Regions from separate parts of the Gossypium hirsutum genome. Here region 1 is linked to region 2. The links are chromatin contacts, called in public Hi-C maps. All regions are on one chromosome and are shown on one strand. The core of a region is the stretch at or near the end of the contact, and the rest is flanking DNA. Distances in the headings are between cores, read along the strand shown.

Region 1 (6,696 bases), core at 774-3,273, 330 kb after region 2:
AAGTCTTATATTTGATTGCAGTATTCACACTCTAGATGTTAGTACGTCTGGAGGTGGTCAGGCATTGAGCTTGATGTTTGAGAATCTCACTCTATTGAAAAAGTGTCTATTAGCAGTGAGTGGAGGTAGGCTACTTAAGAGGAATATGATACCTTGATCTGTAATAACACCTAGACATTGATTCCATCACCTCCAGGTCGTAAGTTAATTAGTTGCAAGTGGATTTTTAAGGTAAAATGCAATCCGGATGGCGATATGGCTCTGCGAGAAGGGAGATTGGTTGTTAGAGCGTGTTCTTAAGTACATGGATGTGAGTTTCGGGAGAGATTCCTTCCGGCCGTCAAGCTGACTACGATCTATACTATTCTTTCTTTTATTGGCACTAAACAACGGCAGTTGTGACAGGTGGATGTGAACAGTGCATTTCTTAACAGTGATTTGATGGAGGAGGTGTACATGCAACAACCTCCAAGTTATGTTAAATTATGTTCAAACTGATGTGAATGGACAACAACTAGTTTTTCGATTGAATAAAGCATTGTATGGGTTACGACATGCTCCGAGAGCGTGGTTTGACAAGTTGAAAGCACTTCTTTTTTTAGTCGGGTTCAAGCTTTCTAAGTCTGATGAGTCATTATTTGTTCGTGTTACTGATACATTTTGTTTGTATGTGTTGGTATGTGGACGACATAATCATCACTGGTGATTCAGATACAGAAATTGATGTCTTTGTTCATCGGTTACACACTAAATTTTTGCTCAAGGATATGAGGCTACTTCATTATTTATTAGGTATTAAGGTTGCTCAACTTAATGGTAGTGGTTTACATCTAAATCATACTTATATATATTACAAAATCTTGGTAACATCGAGATTTAATTTATTAATATGTGGCATACTCATTTTTTGTATTTTAAAAATAAAATAAAATATTAAAATTATAATACATTATATGAATAATATCAATAATTTAAATATTTAGAATACATAATTACAAACTCTCCTGGGTTTTATAAAATTGATAAAATTTTAACAATTAAAAACATCATATTAATGGATCAAAATTTAAGTTTATAAAAAAATATTAAATATTTGAATATTTTTAAATAATATTATTTCAAATATATATTATTTATAAATTTAAAATTTAAAATAATTACTTTTGTTATTAATTAAAATTATGGAGGTGATGATATCAATAAAAAATTGCTATTTAATTACAAATCTAAAATAATATTTTAAATAATAATAATTAAAATAAAATCTTAATTAACGTATTTTGTAACCATTACACGATTATTTTCTTAAATTAATATTTATATATAAATTATTTTTTTAATCTCAAACATTATATTCACTTATTTAAATGAATAAGCTTACTTCTAATTTTTTGATAAATTGCAATAATAATTTTGAAAATAAATAAACAAGAAGAAGATATTCATTTATTCAATTAGAATAATCTAAAATGAATTTAAGACAATACAATAGAAACTTCTAGCTTTTGTGAATAGGCAATTTCCTTTTTCGACTTATCCATGTTTTGTTAAATTATTTAAAGGTACTCAACATTCCTAAATTACAATTTAAGTCCTCATTGTTTCCAACCTTTTAAAAAATAAAGAAATTATTTTTACTAAAATTAAAAAATTAGATCCTATCATTTTTATTTGTTCTAAAAAATTACCTTTCAGTAAAAAATCAAATAAATTATTTAAATAATTATAGATTTTATTTTGTTGAAAATAATTATTGTTATGTTCCAAAGTCTAATTTTATAAATAAATACAACTACAAAAAAAATTAATACAAATATAAATAAACGCCAAAACAATCCCTAACCAAATCTGAATGCTGAAAATCTTTTATTTGTTTTGTATTCGCGAAAATTGGATATATAAGAGATAACAAAAAAAAGAAAAAGAAAAAGAAAATTATATATAGAGAGACACACGGAATGGCGGTAGCTAAACCAAAATGGGCCTCTAAAAATTGCTTTGGACTCCAAAAATCAGGTCGAAACATAAAATTGTCCAGGAATAAAAATTTGCCCAAAATTTGAATGTGGACCTAGGCTCGGCAGGAATTTGGACTTTGGACCTTTTGGATCAAATAATTGAAAACAATATAATTTCAATTCCAAAAACAAATTAATTTTTGTTTTTCTATTCCTCAAAAGCAATTTTCAAAGGTCCAATTAAAATGAAATTATTTTATTAATTAACTTCAAAATTAATTTATTTTAAAATAAAATACAAATGCTAAATTCTATTAAGTATCAAGTTAATTCGAAAATTCAAAAATCAATCTCAATCTCTAATTTAAAATTAACCTTTTAAATCTCATTCTAAAATTCATTTGATATTTAATTTAATTCTAAAATTAGATTAAAAAGTTAACTTATTTTCAAAAGCTGAGATAAATACAATTAAATCAAATCAAAGCACAATAAATTAAAAAATTAAAATAAAATTAAGTGTTTATATTTTCAGGATATTTAAGCTTCTACAAGAAGAACGATATTGACTAGATTAATATTTAATTGAGATGTTTATATAAAATTAAATATATAAATAAGTTATATTATTTAATTGGAAATATTTATAGTATGTGATGATATGATGTATGGTGGAGGTCCTCGAGGAAAAGTGGAAAAGAAAATAGTGGTCAATGGCAATCATTACAAGGGAGAAGTAATGTGTTAATAAATAAATAAAGGAAAAGTAAAGAGAGGAGCCTAAATGACGGAAAAGGAAAAAAGGGATAAAAGGGAGTAGTTGAAATTTTACTAATCATCGCTCCTGCATCTCTTCCCTATTATCTTTCTTTCTTTCAATTAAATCAATGTTACAAATAGAACCTGTTTAAGGGGTGAGCCCACTTAAGATGATATTAATTGAAAAACAATATATTAAATATAAAAATTCCTTAAAAATAATAATTGGATAATTAACTGGTTTATAACTTTAGATGAATCAGCTTAAACATAAAGAAATAGTAGATATTTATAGCCTTCCAAGTGTTTCATGCATGGTTAATATAAAATGGGAAAAGATGTTAGTAGATTTAATATTATATCTTTTTTATGAATGCCTTAAATGAGTTGAAAGTTTAGTTATGAATACCTTAAACCCACGTTGGGTTTGTGAACGGAGTATAGCATTATAATCAGTAATTTAATTGTTTGGTTTTATGAAATGAAATAGAGCTGTAATAGTATTTTTGTATTTGATTGAATGGAATAAATGTTGTAATAGCATAAGAAAAAAAGCTTAAATGACCAAAGTACCCTTAGCATAATTTTTTTAGGTAGATTATTGTTATTGTTATTAAATTTTAATAAGATTATAATTAAATATAATTTAATAAAATAATATATAATTTAATAACATTCTTAATATAGTTATTATTAAAATATGAATTAATAAAAATCATAATATATAATATTAGAAAAATAATATATAACCTACTTTTTTATTTTTAAACTACAATGCATATTTAATGTGCTAAAATATCATTAGTGAAACAAATAATTTAATTATCTTCTAAACTAAAAAGCAAAAGATTAGAAATAATAAATAGCTTAAGAATTATATTTTACATCCAAACATAATGTTCATACATTTAACAAAAAGTTACATGATGTCATTAACTTATATGTCATAATCTATATGTTAAATTTTACAACATCAAAAAGTTGCAATAGTGTGTGGCATTCTATCATGTCATTATACCATCCAAATATTACATATACAAAAAGTTATCGAAACACCACCAACACAACCATGGTTTTTAATGGTCATAAATAAATTTTCTCACCCATTCCAATCGCACAGAAGAAGGTAGACTAAAGAAAACAAGCATTTGCATTGGATGATCTAGAACTTTGCTTAATGCATGATAGTGCTCATCCTCAGTTAATCCTTCTACTTCACATAAGGCCAAATATAATTTTTGGGCACTTTCTTGAATAACCGTTTCTGACTTCCATTGAATTAGCATTCTGGAGGCAATGCTCCTACTTAATTTAAAGCCAATAGTCTTTATGTTTCCCCCAATAACGTGGCAACATTAGTAAATAAAGTATAAATTTTTTTCACTCAAAGAATAAATCTTTGTATTTCTTCTTTGAAAATGTGGAACCATCTTGGTTTGGCTTCGACGTTTACGATTGTGTAGACGAGACATCCATATTGTCCAAGGAAACATCATCTTTGCATATAATTGTTTCTTTCTTCAAAATTCTTTACAGTAGGTACATCCTCAACATCTACTTCTTCATCAATATCTGCAGTTGTTTGAACATCTTTCCCAGTGGCTCGATATTTTGTATATATGGAAGTAAATTGGTCATAAAGAGGGAAACTACAATGTCTGAATTGACTGGCTGGTTTATGACTCTATAAAAAAAATAATCCACATTAGATATAAGTTTAGTCAAAACAAGATAATAAAGATAGGAAATAATTCTTATACTTATATATGAGTTCTACACAATATCTTCAGCAACAATCATCTGTCTATGCTCGTCCCAACCAAAGCCACTATTGTCTTTTCCAATGAGCATGTCGTAAACGATTGCCCAATCCCTTTTCAGTGTCCTAATCATCGATTCAAGATTAGGTTTGGCTTTCAACATAGCATGAGGTAAAACTTTTTCTAACATTCTTTCTAGTTGCATTAAAGGTTCCAACATTGTGCAAGTCGACCATACAGGCAACCAACACAACATTTTCTTCTGGAACCCATTTCCTTTTTATTCCTCGAGAATTTTGGAAAAAAGTATTTAATTGTGAAAAGCTTGACATAACTATCTTAAGAAAAAAGTGTAAATTAAAATTAGGTTTGATATTATGAATTAGAAGGTCAGCACTTTATAAAATTATAACACATGACGAATCAAAAGAAAATAAATTAAAGTTACAATTGAACAAGTCCAGTACAATACATAAAGGCAATTCAAGCAGAACCAAAGTTTTGTAAACTAGATACATGAAATAACATAAACAAATTAACCTTCTACTATGTTTTAATAAACCTAATTAATTTCTAGATGCTTTCCATTCATAAAACATTTGATTGGGTAGTTCCATCCTCCAAATAACCCATGCATCTGATGGATAAATATTTATGATATTCGGATCATCACCATATATCGCATTAATAGGTAAACCTTTTACCAAATCCACTTCAATAGGATCAAGACTCATATAAGTTTAAATAATATTATAGAGCAAACAACATGCAATAATGATTTTATTATGCACCCTCATACCTCATAGGATAGAATGATGGACTCCTAAGTATCCCCTATCTAGGCTTTTATAACCCAAAGCATATTTCAATAACATTGTGTGCTGAAGAATGTTTCATATTAAAAAGTTCTTCTGGAGTACTTGGTTGGTAACCTTGACATCACTCATTCAAATGATATCTTTGTCCTCTAAAAGTCACAAGAAATTCTTCATAGTTTTTGTAATCATCATCAACTAGATAATAACAACCTATAAAAAAGAAAAAAAAACTATTTATCATGGTTAACTTTCCCAAAAAAGTATGATCTTAAAAATTAATTCAAATTCCTCCAATTCTGCACTTTACCATGAGAAGCTTTTAGTGTATGTCTCCTAGTAATGGCATCTCGAAGAACTTGTCCATCAGTAACAGAACCTTCCCAACCAAGAAGAACATAAACAAAATACATATTAGGTGTACAAACACTTAACGTATTTGTTGCTATGTCACCTTTTTGTGTTCGATATCTAGGTTTATCAACTTTTGGAACTGTAATCTTAATGTGGGTTCTATCTAAAGCACCTAAGGAATTCTAAATCACGTGTATAAAACCTCAGGATAGGATACTATATTTAAATCTAAATCAACTGAATTATGTACAAGCTATATATAGAACTCACTCTAATACCTTGAACCATTTCCACCTTGGGTATATAAAATTAGCTAAAATTGGCTTTGCCTTTTTAAATAACATATCTTCTAAACATATGACAACATTTAAAACATTGTGAGATGATCTACTAACAGTTTTCCTAGACCTATTAAAGTGATGCTTGATAACTCAGTTTTTAAGGTGATGAGAAAGATATGTTAGAACATTGTCATTTGCTCATCAACAAGCATGTTCCTTGACGGCTTCAATCCTCCTAAAATTTGTAACATCTCACATAGTTCTGAAAGAAAAAGTAAGTAGATTCTTCCTACCTTGTTTAATACAGGTCTCATCACTAGCATGTACAAGTCTTTTCACATAATCTCATTGTGCATAAAAATCTAAAATATATGATGTAATCCTTGATCTATAAGTATGTACACATTTGCAACCATATTGTCAATGCAAAATCAATTTTTTTCACCTCTCACTTTGTACTATTAAAGGCAAACATGCCATTACTGCAAGATAGTAAAGTATTAGATATCTTCAAATCACAGTATAAATTAATCTCAGAATAGAATCCAATGCATATATCTTTAAAGCACACAAGGTAAAGCTAAAAAGAATAACTAATTCATTATTTTGATGTATTATATTATGCTTTTCTATCTAAGTTACAAGCTTATTTACTAAAAACAAAAATACCACAATACATTAAGAAAAAACAACTGAAACATCCAAAAAAAAAAGTTCAAAGTACTGAACTAAAAAACCACATCACATGATTCATAGTTGTAGAGGAGGA
Region 2 (6,907 bases), core at 560-3,059:
TAGCAGCATCCCATCTATCTGAGATTGCATAAGTGTTTGACAAGAGAACATAATTTCCACTGTTAGAAGGATCCCGTTCAATAAGGTTGTTTGTGGCAATCTCAGCTAAGACTACATTTCCATGAAGCTTACATGCACCCAACAATATCCTCCACAGTACCACATCTGGATGTACAGGCATTTTCTTAATGAACTCGTAGGCCCTTTCTAGATACCCAGAACGACTTAAAAGATCCACAACACAGCCATAATGCTTCATTTCAGGGGTTAGTCCATGAACTTTTTCCATACTTTCAAAAAATTCCAACCCTTTATCTACCCATCCAGCATGAGTGCAGGCAAGCAAAATCCCAACAAAGCACCCGTGAGTTGGCCCAACACCATCTTTCAACATCTGTGAGAAATATTCAAGTGCAGAATCAGCAAAACCATTAACAGCAAGTCCTGAGATAACTGAAGTCCATGAAACAGAATCCTTCTCTTTCATATCATGGAATACTTCCAAAGCGCTCTTAACCACACCACACTTGAAATACATATCAATCAAGGAGTTTCCAACATAAACATCGGCTCGTATACCATGCTTGCAGATATAGTCATGAACTGCCCGTCCAACATCAAGAACACCCAAGTTGGCACAAGTAGAAAGAACAGTAGCCACTGTAATCTCATCAGGTGTAACCTTTGCAGCCATCATATCTTGGAAAAGCTTCAATGCATCTTTAAATTGGTTAACTTGAGAGTAACCTGTAATCATGGAAGTCCAAGAAATCACATCCCTTTGCTTCATGTTGTCAAAAACCTTCCTTGCTTCAACAACTTGCCCTGCTTTTATGTACCCCTTGATCAATGCATTCCAAGACACTAAATTTCTCTCAGGCATTCTATCAAAAACTTCCCGTGCTAAATTAACCAAACCACGTTTTCCATACATATCTATCAAAGTGTTACCCAAATAAACATCAATATGAATGCAATTTTCCTCAATATATTTAACCATAGAATCTGCCAAACCCATGTTATCTGTATAACAAGAAGCTAAAATAACTTTCACCATTGTCACAGCATCAGCTTTCACATTAGCTTCTTGCATTGCGTTAAACAAACCCAACAATTCCTTGAACTTTTTGCATTGACTGTACCCACAAATCAAAGAATTCCAAGAAACTAAATCTCTTTTCCCCATTGTATCAAACACTTTCCTCGCAAAATCCAAATCACCACAGCTAGAGTACATATGAATCAACGCATTTGCAACGAATAAATAGGAATCAAACCCTCGTTTCACAGCATGAACATGAAACTTTTGACCGGTTTTAATATCTATAACTCGAGCACAGGCCTTGAAAACAAAAATAAAAGTGATATTATCACCAGAAAAACCGTGGAAACAGTACATTTTGTAATAGATTTTAATACCTTCAATGGGTTGGGTACTCTGGGAAAAACCACGGATCATGAGATTAAAGTTTAACAAAGTGGGTAGTTTAATTTGATTGAAAACGAGATAGGCTTTGTGCAAATGAAAGGGATCAAGACAGTAAGCTCTGATAACGGAAGATATTGAAGAGGAATCATCGTGGCGGTGGGTCTTGATTAAATACGCGTGAAGCTCTTTAGCGACGGTGATAGACAGAGGATTCTTGGTTACTCGATCTGGTTTTAAACCGGACGAGAAGCTGGTGACACGTCGCGAAATGGGTCTTGCGAGTTTCATGAACAGCGGAGGTTCAAGTAGCAGAATATTTGGAGTCAAATTCTTGTAGTAGGCTCACGATGTATGAACTTGTTTCTTATATCTTGCCATCATTTTTAGCCTTAATGTATGATTTGGCACCCGAAGTATACCTGTTTCCTCATTTTAGTATTAAAATTTGTTGGCTTAATTCATTATTTTATAGATTAATTATTTTATTAGTTAATAATATATTATTTTTAAAATAAATATTTTTAGGGTAATTTTTAGCTTGGGATATTGGCAATGGTGAGCGATAATGGTGGCAGGCCTAATACCGGCATTGGGAGAGCAACTAAGAAAATGAAAAGGCAATCGAAGTCATCACAAGAAGCGGATGATCCAATAGTTGATGGAGATAGTTAGCAAATCCAAAATCAGGATACAACCAGAATCTCATATAAGGCAACGCTAATAAGGGATGTCCATGAGGCAGGACAACACATTAGAATAAAAGAAGGATTTGAACTGCAAGATGGGGCATGGTTACGGAAATGGTGGACGGAGTTCCATTGATTACCTTTTCGGATCGTGTTCACAAATTTATTGAGCATAAAATGTCAAGAACTATGATCGTCAAGCTTTTAGGGTCCAAAATTGGGTTTAACGCACTTAGCAACAAGATTACGATTATGTGGAAACACAAAGGCTCATTCCAACTCGGATTTGGAGAATGAGTTTTACTTGGTTTAGTTTGATGATACAGATGATTACAACAATGTTTTAATAGGAGGCCCTTGGGTTGTTTATGGTAATTATTTGACGGTTCGTCCATGGTCTCTAGATTTTTCATCCACTAATGCTGATATGAGTGTTCAAGTTGTTTGGATTAGATTACTAGGTTTAATTGAAGGGTTCTACTCAAAGGTCTTGCTCAGAGCTATTGGGCAGATTATTGGATCGGTTATCAAACTCAATATTAATACAAATCTTGCAAGGAGGGGTCATTTTACTAGATTAGCGGTCTGTGTTGATTTGCAGAAACTGTTAATTTCAAAGGTGAGAATCAATGGTCAATTATAGCGGGTTGAGTATGAATCATTATGAAACGTCTATTTTCAGTGTGGTTTATACAACTATAGCTCTGAAGGTTGCATTGGCACGAAAGAACCGTAACCGGGCAAGGAAAATGAATCGTTAGGAACAGTTGGGGTTTCATCGGGTATCTAGAAGTGAGTGGAGGAAGAGGCCTTTGGCCCTTGGATGTTGGTTGAGAGGCGTCATTGGGGAAAGGCCCGGAGCAACAGTGAACCTAGAAACGGTGGCCAAAGAGCCAATCAAGGAGGATCTAGATTTTCAATTCTGGGAAAGGAAGATAGATTAAATTAAGACGTATTTAGTGGGCAGGTTGAAGATATGATGCAGGAGGGATTAAATGCTTCATTGGGGTTTTTAATGTAGGAGATCGAATGGAAAAAACGATGGTTAAGGGAGCAAATGAGATTAGGAAGATGGGGCCGAATGGGAAAGGTAAAGGAGAACATAGGCCTAAAGTTGGGCTAAAAATTTTGAAACCCATTAATTCCAATGGGGAAACACCTGGGCTCAACCAGAAAAAATTTGATAATGGCTCCTCTATAGCCCGTGATAAGGTGGAGAAGGTGATTGATGTGGGAGGTTTCAATCCCGTTCAGATTTCGAATCATCTAAATGCTAAAAATCACCAGGCCATTCAGTTTGGTGGTACACAACAGTCTGTTGTATTGTCAGGCAAAGAATTAATGGGTATGATGGTGGGTAAGGAAAAAGGATTGTTCTATTTTGGAACTGGATTTGTTGGAGAGGTTACACTGGATTCGAATCCCTCAATCTTTGTGGAAGGAAATGAATAGTGGAAGAAACTACCAGATAGTTCATTTGTTGATCTAGAAATAGAAATAATAGACGTAGAGGTAGCAGTAGAGGTAGCCATGGAAGAAATTGTGGGTGGATTAGATAGAGATCCTGCTAGCATCAGTTTGCAAGTCAATACAACCATGGTAACTGAGCAGTTTGGAGGTATGGATTCAATTAGTGCCGAAACTAGCTGTTGATTCTATCTTGTTGAGGGGTTTTATCACTTTTTATATTTATGGATACAAAACTTATTTTTTGGAACTGTCAAGGTGCGAGTTACCCCCGCTTTCATAATTTCGTTTCTGATTATAGGAAAGAAGTACATCTAGATGTCATATGTCTTTTCGAAACTCAGACTAGTGGTGATTAAATTGATAAAATTGTTTCATGAATTGGTATGAATAGATCATTTCGGATTGAAGCAAACGGTTTTGTAGGAGGTATTTAGATCTTATGGAATGAATCGATTGCGGTGGACATTGTATGTTTTACTCCCCAATTGGTGCATATGCGAATCATGAATGTGCAAGGATCTTTGTATTTTACGTACTGCATTTTATGCTAGCCCACAGTCGAGAACGAGGAAGGGCCTTTGGAAAGTTCTTAATATCATGGCTGAATCAATTAAAGATCCGTGGTTGATCGCCAACGACTTTAATTCTATTTTGGATGGTTTAGATAGAATTGAGGGAGCGTCAATTTCGCGGGTTGGCTGTAAATGGTTTCAAGAATTCATTTTTAGCAATAGCTTGCGCGATTTGGGTTATAGTGGTCCCAAATTTATGTAGAGCAAGGGTTTTTTATCGTAGAGGCTTGACAGAGCTATTTGTAATTCTGAATGGAACTCTTATGCTCCTAATTGTTTGATACACAACCTCTATCATTTGAAATCTGACCATAGACCAGTCTTGGTATCTTTTAAACCCGAGCTTACTAAGGGTTATAGACCTTTTAGATGTCTTGATAGCTAGATGTTGCATATGTTGATTTTAAATTACTTATCAAACAACATTAAAGGAATGATGAGGGGATCATGAATAAGTTGGAGAGATTTCAAATTGCAATTCAAGATTGGAATAAAAAATTCTATGAGAATTTATTTGTAAGGAAATAGAGTTTACTTACTGAACTGAATCAGGTGCAGAAAATTCTTGACTTAAGAATATTGGTCAGACTTTAGAAACAGTAATTGGATATTCTGCAGAAGTTAGAGGAAGTTCTAAAGCATGAGGAGCTCCTATGGTTCCAAAATTCAAGAATGAAATGGCTCAATTGTGGAGTTAGAAATACTAGTTTTTTCCACAAGTGTACTTTGGCAAGAAAAAAGCGAAACAAGATAGATGGGATCAAAATTGGAAATGAATGGGTTTTTGATGGGGAAGAGCTGAAAAAGCATGCGATGGAGTTTTTCAAGGATCTGTATTCCATAAATTATTCAGTTCGTGGGGTATTACCTTTTCATGGTGCGTTTCCTAAAATTACCTCGGTCAATAAAGATGGTTTGCTCCTCACTGTTTCTACGATACACATGGTAGTTTTTGGTATGTCTCCTTTGAAATCCTCTAGTATAGATGGTTTTCATGCTAAATTCTAGCAATCTAAGTAGGATATTGTAGGCCAATCAAGTTGCTGTCTTGTGCGTCAAATTTTGGATGGTAAGTCATTAGAGCCTACTTTGAATAGAACTTTGATAGTGTTGTTACCTAAAATTTAGGGTCCAGAAAGAATTAACCAATTAAGACCTATAAGCTTATGTAATGTGGTGTATAAGATCTTCACTTTTGGTGCTGGTCAATAGGTTGAGACATTTGATGGTGAAAGTTACGTCACAAAATCAAGCTAGTTTCGTCCTAGGGAGAAGTATTGTGGATAATATTGTTATAGCTCAGGAAGCTATATACTTTTTGAGAGGATTTAGAGGTAACAAGCTTGGAATGGCCCTTAAGATAGATTTGGAGAAGGCTTATGATAAAATTAGATAGGATTTCCTAGAGGATACAATCTATGAAGTAGGCTTGCCTCCATTATTGATCACTGTAATCATGAATTGTGTCTTCTACGTCGTTTCAGATTTTGTGGAATGGTTCAGCCACTAATGCATTTTTTCCAATGTGAGGAATAAGGCAAGGTGATCCTCTGTAACCTTATCTTTTTGTGTTATGTGTAGATAGATTGGGACATCTCATCGACAAAGCTGTAAAACGTGGAAGTTGGTCACCATTATATCTATCAAGAAGGGGTCCTGTTCTATCTTATTTAATATTTGTAGAAGATCTCCTTCTCTTTTGCGAAGCTAACAGGGTTCAAGTATCTAAAGTAAAAGGAATTCTAAGTTTATTTTGCCCTTTCTTTAGTCAAAAGGTGAATAAAAAGAAATCCCAAGTATTCTTCTTGTTGGAAAAATGGGTTTGGAAAACGCAGCAGAAAATAAATTTAGGGAAAACTAGAGTTTAAAAAATTTTCCAAAACAATATCTTGGTTATGATATCTAGAGCAATAAACACTTAATCAAAATTGTACATTTTCAATTCGTCTAGGATGAGCGCTTCAACTGAGTAGTCTTCTTCACTATCCTCAAGCTTACGTTTGTCGAGTGTGGGCTTATTTCGAATTAGAAAATTTTTCACAAAAAATACTAGTAGGGTAATTTTATAATTTCTCTAAACTTTTGGATCAAGTTCTAAATTAGAAAAATATCTCTAGAAATTTTCTAAAATAATCTCTTTAGAAAATTTTCTCTCTACAATTTTCTCTTGAACTCAAGTGTATGTAAATAATTATCCAAGGCTCTCTTTAAAACGGGAGAGTTTAGAGACTTCAACTATGATTAAACTTAATCACTTTAATATTAAGTTTAATCTAATATTTATCTTGATAAATATTATATTAATTTAATATTAAATCTTATTAAAAATAATACAATATAGATAAATATTAAATTAAATTAAATATTAAGATAATCACGTTAACATTAAATTAATAAAATACTATTAAGATAAGTATTAAATTTAATTTAATATTAAACTATTAAAATAATATTATTTTTGGAATAACTAATATGAAATCAAATTCTCTAGTAAAGTCCTAGTAGGAGTGTAACTCTTTCACTACTCAACCACCAACAACCAATCATCGTCGGCCATCGGGACATCGCCATCGCAGCCACTGGCATCGCCATGTCCAGTGATGCAGGTGCGACACCCTTATGGCACTCCAAGTTGGTTCGGCTGTTTTCGGATTGGTCCGGGTCAATGACGAATTGATTGGTCCGGTCTAGCCACCGATTGAACTGTTGGCCTGGTTTTACATACCGGGTCCTGTTGAACCAGTTTCTGG

What was found. A called contact is a pair of places that touch in the nucleus more often than the background predicts.
Region 1: a contact with region 2 is called in a Hi-C map of leaf, with 3 times the contacts expected there. The contact joins the enhancer-like site here to the promoter of LOC107936467 in region 2. A contact is called at or near these places in 10 of 34 Hi-C or Micro-C datasets (callus, leaf and petal).

What each region holds. Positions count from the first base shown.
Region 1 is chrA09:29,404,753-29,411,448 of Gossypium_hirsutum_v2.1, forward strand. No RefSeq gene overlaps it. Among protein-coding and RNA genes, the nearest start is that of LOC121206865, 26 kb to the left of the region's middle. Within about 2 kb of position 2,024, at least 1 of the 9 cell types and tissues checked has an H3K27ac peak or open chromatin away from gene starts, as enhancers often do. A contact at or near this core is called in leaf, where this site is marked.
Region 2 is chrA09:29,079,945-29,086,851 of Gossypium_hirsutum_v2.1, forward strand. It overlaps LOC107936467 (pentatricopeptide repeat-containing protein At2g29760, chloroplastic), which reads right to left and starts at 1,810. Exons shown (of 1, transcript XM_016869195.2): 1 at 1-1,810. The coding sequence starts at 1,717.